Linked DNA regions of Macaca mulatta: region 1 is linked to region 2. A link is a contact called in public Hi-C data. All regions are on one chromosome and are shown on one strand. The core of a region is the stretch at or near the end of the contact, and the rest is flanking DNA. Distances in the headings are between cores, read along the strand shown.

What was found. A called contact is a pair of places that touch in the nucleus more often than the background predicts.
Region 1: a Hi-C map of fetal cortex germinal zone shows a contact between it and region 2, with 4 times the contacts expected there. The contact joins the enhancer-like site here to the promoter of IRS1 in region 2. A contact is called at or near these places in 4 of 14 Hi-C or Micro-C datasets (fetal cortex germinal zone, fetal cortical plate, fibroblasts and 1 more).

What each region holds. Positions count from the first base shown.
Region 1 is chr12:132,251,840-132,256,675 of T2T-MMU8v2.0, forward strand. The region is part of intron 6 of RHBDD1 (rhomboid domain containing 1); the gene reads left to right. Among named protein-coding and RNA genes, the nearest start is that of RHBDD1, 150 kb to the left of the region's middle. Within about 2 kb of position 2,137, at least 14 of the 40 cell types and tissues checked have an H3K27ac peak or open chromatin away from gene starts, as enhancers often do. A contact at or near this core is called in fetal cortex germinal zone and fetal cortical plate, where this site is marked.
Region 2 is chr12:132,062,146-132,066,565 of T2T-MMU8v2.0, forward strand. It overlaps IRS1 (insulin receptor substrate 1), which reads right to left and starts at 3,114. Exons shown (of 2, transcript XM_015111186.3): 1 at 1-3,114. The coding sequence starts at 2,021.

The DNA of each region.
Region 1 (4,836 bases), core at 887-3,386, 190 kb after region 2:
CTAGTCTTTAGCCCTTCGAAGAATGCTGTGTTTTCTGCGGGAAGGTGGCATGGAAGTATTGGGTAGGTGTGGGACCTGGGGCCACTTATGTGGTTCACTTTACTTGCTGCTAGTCAGTCAGGCTACCCACCCTGGGGGCCAGCCACCTCAATCCACTTCTTTTCCCAGGCCCAACAGCCTTGTTTTACTAGACACATGGTTATCTGCCGTGGTTGTCCAATGTGACCTAAACTTGACCACTCGGGGATGGTTGTTCTCAGCAGAAGTTGCCAACTTTTTGTCCCTTTTCAAAGTTCTTTTCCCACTGGCTTGTCTTTTTTTTTTTTTTTTTTTTCCTTATTCCTTGAATGCTTGGAACGATGTTTACTTGTACTTTTTTTCATGTACAAAGGTTAAAGAGTGTTTTAAGAAGATTGAGGTTTCTGAGGGAAATGTTGGCTAATTTCAAATGGTCTTTGATTTCAAAAGTCAATGAAAACATTCCCTTGACCCTTGGTTTGAAGGACTGGAAATTGGGCCGTCTCTGTGGTTTGAAACTCAAGTGGAAGGGAGTGAGAAAAAAACAAAACAGGTCTCAATGTTATCAAAAATGCTTCTTTGTACCTTTATTTGAACAGGAGATTTGAGCACCTGGGCAAAATGCAATGGTGTGGGGGACCTTGTCATTTGTGAATGGAGGAACTGCCCCTGCTCGTGTAGGAGGGTGAGCCATGCAGCTGGCATTGTGTCCCTTGGAGGGAGGGAGCTGCTGTCCCAGGCAATTATGAAACCACCACTTAGGACAGGGTCCCAAGAAAGATGTGCTTTCTTCTCCACCAGAAAGCACATCTGTTCACCCCTCTGATCACTGGGGGCCTGCCCAGCAGCTGTGACAGCCGGCACCTGCTGAACTACCAGTTGCCAAGCTGCCAACTTCAAAGATGCTGTCTTAGTGAGTTTAGGCCACCTTAACAAAATACCGCCATGGACTGGGTGGCTTAAACCACAAAAATGTATTTCTCACAGTTCTGGAGGCTCGAAGTTCCAGGTACTAATATGATCAGGTTCTGGTGGGGCCCTCTTCCTGGATTATAGATGGCCGCCTTCTCACTGTGACCTCACATGGCAGAGAGTGCGAGCTCTGGCCTCTTCATTCCCTGATAAGGGTACCAATACCACCACGGGGGCTCCACCATCCTGTCTCATGGAAACCTAATTACCTCCCAAAGGCCCCACCTCCACATACCATCACATTGAGGGTTAGGACTTCAAAGTATGAATTTTGAGGGAACACAAACATTGAGTCCATGACAGCCTTTGTGACCTCTCTGAGCCTAGGCATACCAGGCAGAACAGCAACAGCTAACTCCCTGGGGTCATAGACTAAGGAATTAGAAATATTCTCCTGAAAGGAACCACTGGTGCTGGAGATTTTTGCAGATTCCTAGAACTCATGGAATACTCACTTTATAAGCCCTGGTCTTGTACATTCACTCAGTGCTAGAGCAGAAAAACCCCCAAGTCAAACCAAGTTCTGAGTGTCCTTAGACAGCAGTGTGCACTCTGAACCAGGCATCAGGCACAGTCAGAATGGGAGCTAGATGGGCCTTTTATCTCACTTCCGCCCTTCTGATGCTCTCCTGGGGTTGGGGTGGGGGCTGAGGAGGAGGGGCAGACGCAAAGAGGAGGATTGGGGACAAGTACAAGTTTTGGGGGTGGTTTGAGTGATAATGTGAGCCAGTAACCAGTACCACCTGGTTAGGCCTAACATAGATCATTTTGAGTATTACTGCATCTAGGATTGATTGTCTTATTACCATAGATTGTGTCTGTTTATCTCCTCTGATTTGGAGTTAGCATATTAAGGAGGCTCCGGATGATTCCTGCAAAGCACTCACTAACACAAGGCAGCATGCACAATAGCAGGAGGAAATTCAGAATTAGAAATAGTTAAACTATCTGCATTCATATCCGTATCTGTATCTATATCTCTCCCAGTGCCTTGTCAGTCTCCTCTGCTCTGGAAGAATTCTAATATGACATAGAAACTGCTAGATGCTGGCAAATAATTCCTGGGTTTCAGGCCATCTAGACAATAAACAACTCCATAATATTCAGTGCAGCAGCCTCTGTAGCGCCCATCTGTTTCAAAATAACCCTAATTCTGCTTACAATGCGGAATGCTTTGTTGACTGGAATTTGTCCTAGTTTTCGTCAGTGGATTTAATGTCATAGGCCTCTGGTTCCACCTGCTGGCAGATATAAATACCAGAATGAAACTCGCGTGGATATTTTCAGTTGCAAGAAAATCTGAGCTGTAGCTCAGTGGTTCTCAAAAGCTGATGTACATCAGAGTCACCTGGGAGCTCATTAAAACTACAACGGCCTGGGCTCTGTGGCAAGCCCACCCAATCAGCAGCTATTTCTTAAACAGCCCTCCTGGTGATTCACACACCCGTACCAACGTTAGCAGACCCCACTTCATCTGGAATGAGGGGTGCAGAACCCAGCAAGGTTAGGGATGATTCCAAACCACTGTATCCTACTCATGGCCAAGCAGGGGGTGACAGAGTGACAAAGCCACCTTTAGTTACCCACCCCCGCCTCTTCCAGTTTATCCAGGTAACTCTTAGTGGCAAAGGCCAAAGCTTTATTCCCTTGGAACTCATTTAGAAAAGAAACAATTCAAAGTGGAGAAACCTGGTGAAAGCACTACTTATCTAAGTGCTCAAGGTTAACGTCACCAGTGATAAGTCATGTTGACAGCACATTGATATGTGATGAGGGCATTTCACCTCTGTGGTATTCTTCACCAAAACCCATAACCCCAGTCTAACCATGAGGACAAATAGCAGACAAACCAGACCGAATGACATTCTTCACGATATCTGGCCGCTACCACTCAAGACTGTGAAGGTCATGGGGGTCAAGAAAGAACTCAGAAAGAGCCACAGACCGAAAGAGACTAAGGAGACTTGATAACAAAATGCCCTGTGGTCTCCAGGATTGGACCCCGAACAGAAAAAGGAAATTAGTGAAAAAACTGGGGAAATCTAAATGTCTGGAATTTAGTTCAACGGAACGTATCAATGTTGGTTTCTTAGTTTCGACAAATGTACTGTAAGATGTTAACATTTAGGGAATTGACTTGTCTGTAGTATCTTTGCAACTTTTACATAAATTTAAAATTATTCCAAAATAAAAAGTTTATTTAAAAAATTTACAAAAAAAAAATAACCCCATCAAAAAGCGGGTAAAGGATATGAACAGACACTTCTCAAAAGAACACATTCATGTGGCCAAGAAGCATATGAAAAAAAGCTCATCATCACTGGTCATTAGAGAAATGCAAATCAAAACCACAATGAGATATCATCTCATGCCAGTTTGAATAGTGATCATTAAAAAGTCAGGAAACAACAGATGCTGGAGAGGGATGTGGAAAATTGGAACGCTTTTACACTGTTGGTGGGAGTGTAAATTAGTTCAACCATTGTGGAAGATAGTGTGGTGATTCCTCAAGGATCTAGAACCAGAAATACCATTTGACTCAGCAATCCCATTATTGGGTATATACCCAAAGAATTATAAATCATTCTACTATAAAGACACATGCACCATGTATGCTTATTGCAGCACTATTCACAATAGCAGACTTGGGCCAACCCAAATGCCCATCAGTGATAGACTGGATAAAGAAAATGTGGCACATATACACCATGGAATACTATGGAGCCATAAAAAAGAATGAGTTCATGTCCTTTGCAGGGACATGGATGAAGCTGGAAACCATCATTCTCAGCACAGTAACACAGGAACAGAAAACCAAACACTGCATGTTCTTTCTCATAAGTGGGAGTTGAACAATGAGAACACATGGACACAGGGAGGGGAAAATCACACACCAGGGCCTGTCGGGGGGTGGGGGCAAGGGGAGGCATAGCATTAGGAGAAATACCCAATGCATCCAGGACTTATAACCTAGATCGACAGGTTGATGGGTGCAGCAAACCACCATGGCACATGTATACCTATGTAACAAACCTGCACGTTCTGCACACATATCCCAGAACTTTAATAAAAAAAAAATGGAAACATTGGGATGGGAGGATGGCACTGAAGAGAGACAAAGTGTGTTGGAGGACATTGCCAAGGAGCATAGCGTGGCTGCTTCTCTACCAGCTGCCAAAAGTCATGAGCAGCTAGCTGGTAGGACAGGCGACAGTCTCCAGAGAAGCTGCCCAGGCAGCTGGCCAGTGAGGCGGGTTGCTGCTGTGACACATTTGCACTCTCCCATCTGTCTGCCACCCGACCCCTGTGTCTCACTGGGAACCAAACAGTCATGGACACTCGAACCTCTGTGTGGGAGTCAGAGGTCCAGGCCCCCTCTGGGTACAGATGAGGGGCCTGAGGCCCAGGGAGGGAAGTGACCTGTGCCAGATCCTGGTGGAGCCCCAATATGAACCCACATCTGGTTGAAGTGAATTCATTTGCCACAGCATTTCTCAGTGACTTGATACATTATCTGCAACAGAGTCATCTGGGTGCTCATTAAAATGAAGTTCCTGGGCTCCAACCACCACTTACTGCATCAGAATCTGTGGTGAGGGGCTGGAGGGGATCCAATAATTGCATTTTGAACAGTTCTTCATTTCTGTGCACGGTTCAGATTAAGGACCACTGCAGCAAACTGGGCAATGGTTGCTGTTTGATGGAAACTTCTATGCATAGGGCCACGGCTGCTAAAAGCTAAGAATGGGAGAATCCAGCTGCTGCCATTCTCTTAGGATGAAAGTCATAGTAGGTGGCAAGCAGCAGGGCCAGGACCCGGTGTGTTTCAGGAGGAGGCAATATTTT
Region 2 (4,420 bases), core at 1,864-4,363:
TCAGGAGAGCAGCCACCGCTGGGGGACATCATCATGTAGCCATTGGGGTCCACTCTCTGGGGATGGCGTCTGATGGGATTGATGATCTGCTGTGGGGCAGACACGCTCTTGGGGCTCATGGGCATATAGTCTCCACTGCCCTTTCGGCTGCTGGGCACTGGGGCCACCCCTGGGGACATGGGCATGTAGCCATCATCAGTGTGGAGGGTAGAGCTGTCTGGGCGGTGGTGGCCCCCCCGACGCTCCAAGGGGTGCATTTCCAGACCCTCCTCTGGGTAGGAGTGGGTGGGCACGAAGGCAGAGTGCCTGTGTCCCGGCAGTCGGCCTCCACTGCCACCTCCTGGTGGGTAGGCAGGCATCATCTCTGTATACTCCTCAATGGAAGCCACTGAGGACTGGGACGGGGTCTTCTGGTGGGTAATGGTAGGGGATGTGCCTGCAGAGTGAGTTCTCTTTCGGAAGCGATTATCCAGATCCGCAGCACTGGATGCTTCATCCCCAGCCAAGGCTGGACTCGTGCCCAAGCCTGTTCCTGGGGTGTAGCGGTGGCCATTGCCACCCCGAGACAAAATGTAGTGACCGTTGGGGGCGGTCAGGGTGGAGGGCCCCTTGCCGCCCATGCAGATATAGTTGCTTAGCTCCTCCTCACCGCGGGCTGGTGGGGTGTGGCCCAGGGAATCCGGAGTCACACTGCGGAAGGAACTCCGGAAATCGCAGGGACTGGAGCCATACTCATCTGAGGAGATGAAACCGCCATCGCTGGGAGAACCAGACACCGAAGCACTAGATCGCCGTGGGAAGAGACAATCCGAGGTGGAGCCATGGCCGCTGGTGCTGCTGGACGACAGACTGACGGGGCTGGTGGCCGAAGGCGAGCAGCGGGAAGCTGGCATGGGGATGGAGCGGCTGTGGTTGAGCGGGGGGTGCAGCCGGGCGCTGCCCCGATGCCGGTGGGCGTGGGTTCTGTTGGTGCTCGGACTCACAGGGCTGCCATCCACCGAGGCTGGGCGGGACATGGTGCCTTCGCCGTCACTGGAGGCGCGGACGCGGAAGGAGCCTGGTTTCCCGCCCACCATGCTGGCCGGGGAGGTGGCAGTGATGCTCTCAGTGCGAGATCGTCGGGTCAGCCCCACCTGGCTGGGCGGGGGGTTGTTGAGATGGTGCCGGCGCAGGGGGACGCTGATGGGGTTGGAGCAGTTGGACGAGGACTGACTCTTGCTGCGAGGGCGGAACTCATCGCTCATAGCCCGCATGGCCTCCAGGATGGTCTCGTGCATGTTCTGGGCCACCACGGAGTCATCCACCTGCATCCAGAACTCCCCGGGCCCCGTCACGGCAGAACGGCCCACCTCGATGAAGAAGAAGTTCTCCGAGTGGCCGCAGCGCCTGATGTTCATCAGCTGCAGCACCACGGCGGCTGCCTCCGAGTTCAGCTTCACGAAGCTGATGGTCTTGCTGGTCAGGCAGAGGCGGTAGATACCAATCAGGTTCTTTGTCTGACCCAGGCCCTTGGGCTTCAGGATCACCTGCCAGACCTCTTTGAACGCGGGTCCTGGGGGCACGTCACCGTAGCTCAAGTCCTCCCCAGCCTCACCAACGCCGGAGCTGCCACTGCAGCTGCCCCCGCCACCTCCCGCCCCGAGGGCCGCAGCTCCGTCGTGGTGGCCCTTGGCACGGTTGTGCAGCTGTAGGAGAGCCTGGTACCAGCTGTCTTGCTCCGCCTCGCTGTCCGCCGCGATGGCAAAGTGCTCGTCCCGGGTGTAGAGAGCCACCAGGTGCTTGTTCTTGGAGTCAGCCCGCTTGTTGATGTTGAAGCAGCTCTCAAGGGGGATCGAGCGTTTGGGGGCGCTCGACTTGTGCCGCCACTTCTTCTCGTTCTCGTAGTACTCGAGGCGCGCCGGGCCCCCAGCCTCGCTGGCCGCGCGCAGTACGAAGAAGCGTTTGTGCATGCTCTTGGGTTTGCGCAGGTAGCCCACCTTGCGCACGTCCGAGAAGCCATCGCTCTCCGGAGGGCTCGCCATGCTGCTGCCGCCGCCACCGCCACTGAGCAGAGGGAGGCGCCGAAAAACAACCGGGTGGGGGGCGGAGGCTCCTCGCTGTGGCCCCGCACATGCAAACAGGGCTAGAGGCAGCAGAAACCCCGACTCCGAAATCCACGCCGCCCCCCGCGCCAGGGAGGGGCTGCTGAAGGAGGACGCAGCTGCTGAGCCAAGGAGAGAGCCCGACCGGAGTTTTCGGGCGCTTCACGCCCGGCGGGGAGGCAGTGCGTCCGGGGTGAGGACAGCCCCGATCCTCCGAGAGCCAAGTCTCCTCTCAGTCGCCGCCGCCACCAGGAAGGAGCGAAGATGCATCTCTCGTCGCCCCAGCTGGAGTCCGGTGCGGGGAGGCGACAGTCGGGGGTCCCTGCGGTGCCCCTCCAGGAGCGCGCGCGCGCGCCTTCCCTCCTGAGTTCCCCTCTGGAAGTAGCGATTCCCGAGGCAAATTAAATATCCTTGGGCAGGGGGAGGCGGGTTGCCAAGTCCCAACGTTGCACGGGGTTCTCCCTCCTCCTTCGCCTCCTCCCACCCCCCAACCGTCCCAGCCGCCACCAGCCGCCCAAATACCAGCTCAATCGCAGAGACCGCGGCGCTGCGGCTGTTGCTGCTGCTGCTGCTGCTGCCGCCGCCCGCGGGCGCGTCCTCTGCAGCCCCCATTCGGGCCCATCTCGGCGGGCGGAGAAAGTGGCTTTTCCATGCGAAACGCTACCGGGCAGCCAGTGCAGCTGGGGACCGACCGGAGGGACAGGCTCATCCCTGCCCCTCGCTCCAGTCGGCAGGGGAGGAGGGGAGGGGACAAGGGCGAGAGGCGATGGGGGAGGTTTGTGAAGGGTTCGGGGAAGACGCCTGTTCCTAGGGAGGCGCTGCCGCTGCAGTTACTTCCCCCCTCCTCCCTCCTCCTCCTCCTCCTCCTCCTCGGAGAGTTGCCGAGAGCCCCAACCAAAACAAGCGGCGGCGTCTGGCTCTGCGCGCCGGCCCCCTCCGACCGCGCCGCCGTCTCACTCGGAGGAGAAAAACACGTGACGGAGCCTCCGCGCTCGGCAGCCGGGCAGCCGCCGCCGCCGGGAGGCTCCCGCCCGGGTCTCTACATTCCGGGCCGAGCCCGCCCCGCGCCCGCCCCTCTCCGCCCCCCGGCCGTACTGCAGCGGCGCCCGCGCCGAGCCCCGGCGCAGCGCTAGGACAGCGCCCCTGCGCGGCCGCCAGCCCAGGCGCAGCGCCTCCCTCACCGCGCGCCACCCAGGGCGCCCCCGGCCCGCAGGAATCCCCGCGGTGGGCGCGGGCGGGGGTGTTTGGGTGGCTACCCGAACGCACGAGGGGAGTCTGGGAAAACGGGAGGGGGCGAGCTCGAGAAGACGCAGGAGTGAGGGTGGGGGGCGACGGGGGGGGCACTGCGGCTACAGAGCCCCGAGTGGGAGACCGGGGGAAGGCGGGGGCGCGGGAGCTGGGCTGCCTCTTACCTAGCAGGTAAGACTTACCCACGGGAGGAAGGTTTCTAGTCAAGGCTTTTTCTCCCAGGAAATTTAAAAGCTACATTTCGGCTTCAGGGCGATAGGCCATGGTGAGGGATCTGTATTTTTGTAAGGTTTTCTAAAGGACTTCTGGGCCAGCCCTCCACCTTGGGATCCCCAGATTTGCTGCCGTGAGGTACCTGGAAGGCACAGAGGGACGCCGAAGGGCAGTGACTCGGAGCAGTTATGGTCACTGCAAAAGGAGAACAGGGATCCCCAGGAAGTGTCTCACATCCGGCGCTGTGGGATTAGCTGCTGATCAATTAGGGAGAAAATGTAAATATCACCGTTTCTCCTGCTCCCCTTGCCCATCCGAGTGAGGGGGGATTCACACATAAGGCTGAGGGCATGGGGGAGGGGAAATGAGAGGTCCCTTATCATATTCCGAAGTCTATCCGTGACTTTAAAAAGCTGTTAGGGACCTTCAGAGGGTTCATAAGGCCAAAACCCTACTGTGCAAATATTGGCTGAAATGTTTTTTTCACACACAGCTCCCACACCCATTGAACCACCCTATAAATTTTTAACCTTGACCACAAGGATAATAGGGAGAAAACAAGGATGGTGCCAGCTCAACTGTACAGGAAAATGGGTACTTCATGAATGGACCAGATCAGCAGCCTGGGTCTCCTTGAAGCGCCCCTTTCAGGGTCACCTTGCGGTATCAGTCTCCCCACAAGCAAATGTTCCCCAAAGTTTTTTTATTTTTTAAGCTGACCTATAAACAAGCAGTTTGTCCCTGCTTGCTCGCCTGGCACTAAGGACCCACACAGATGTCACTCGGTTTAATGCTGTCTCATTTTGATGCCCGGCCCGTTTGGGGTTGCCGCCCATTTACTACTACGAGACCCTCCTCGGCCTGGGGCTTCCAAGCAC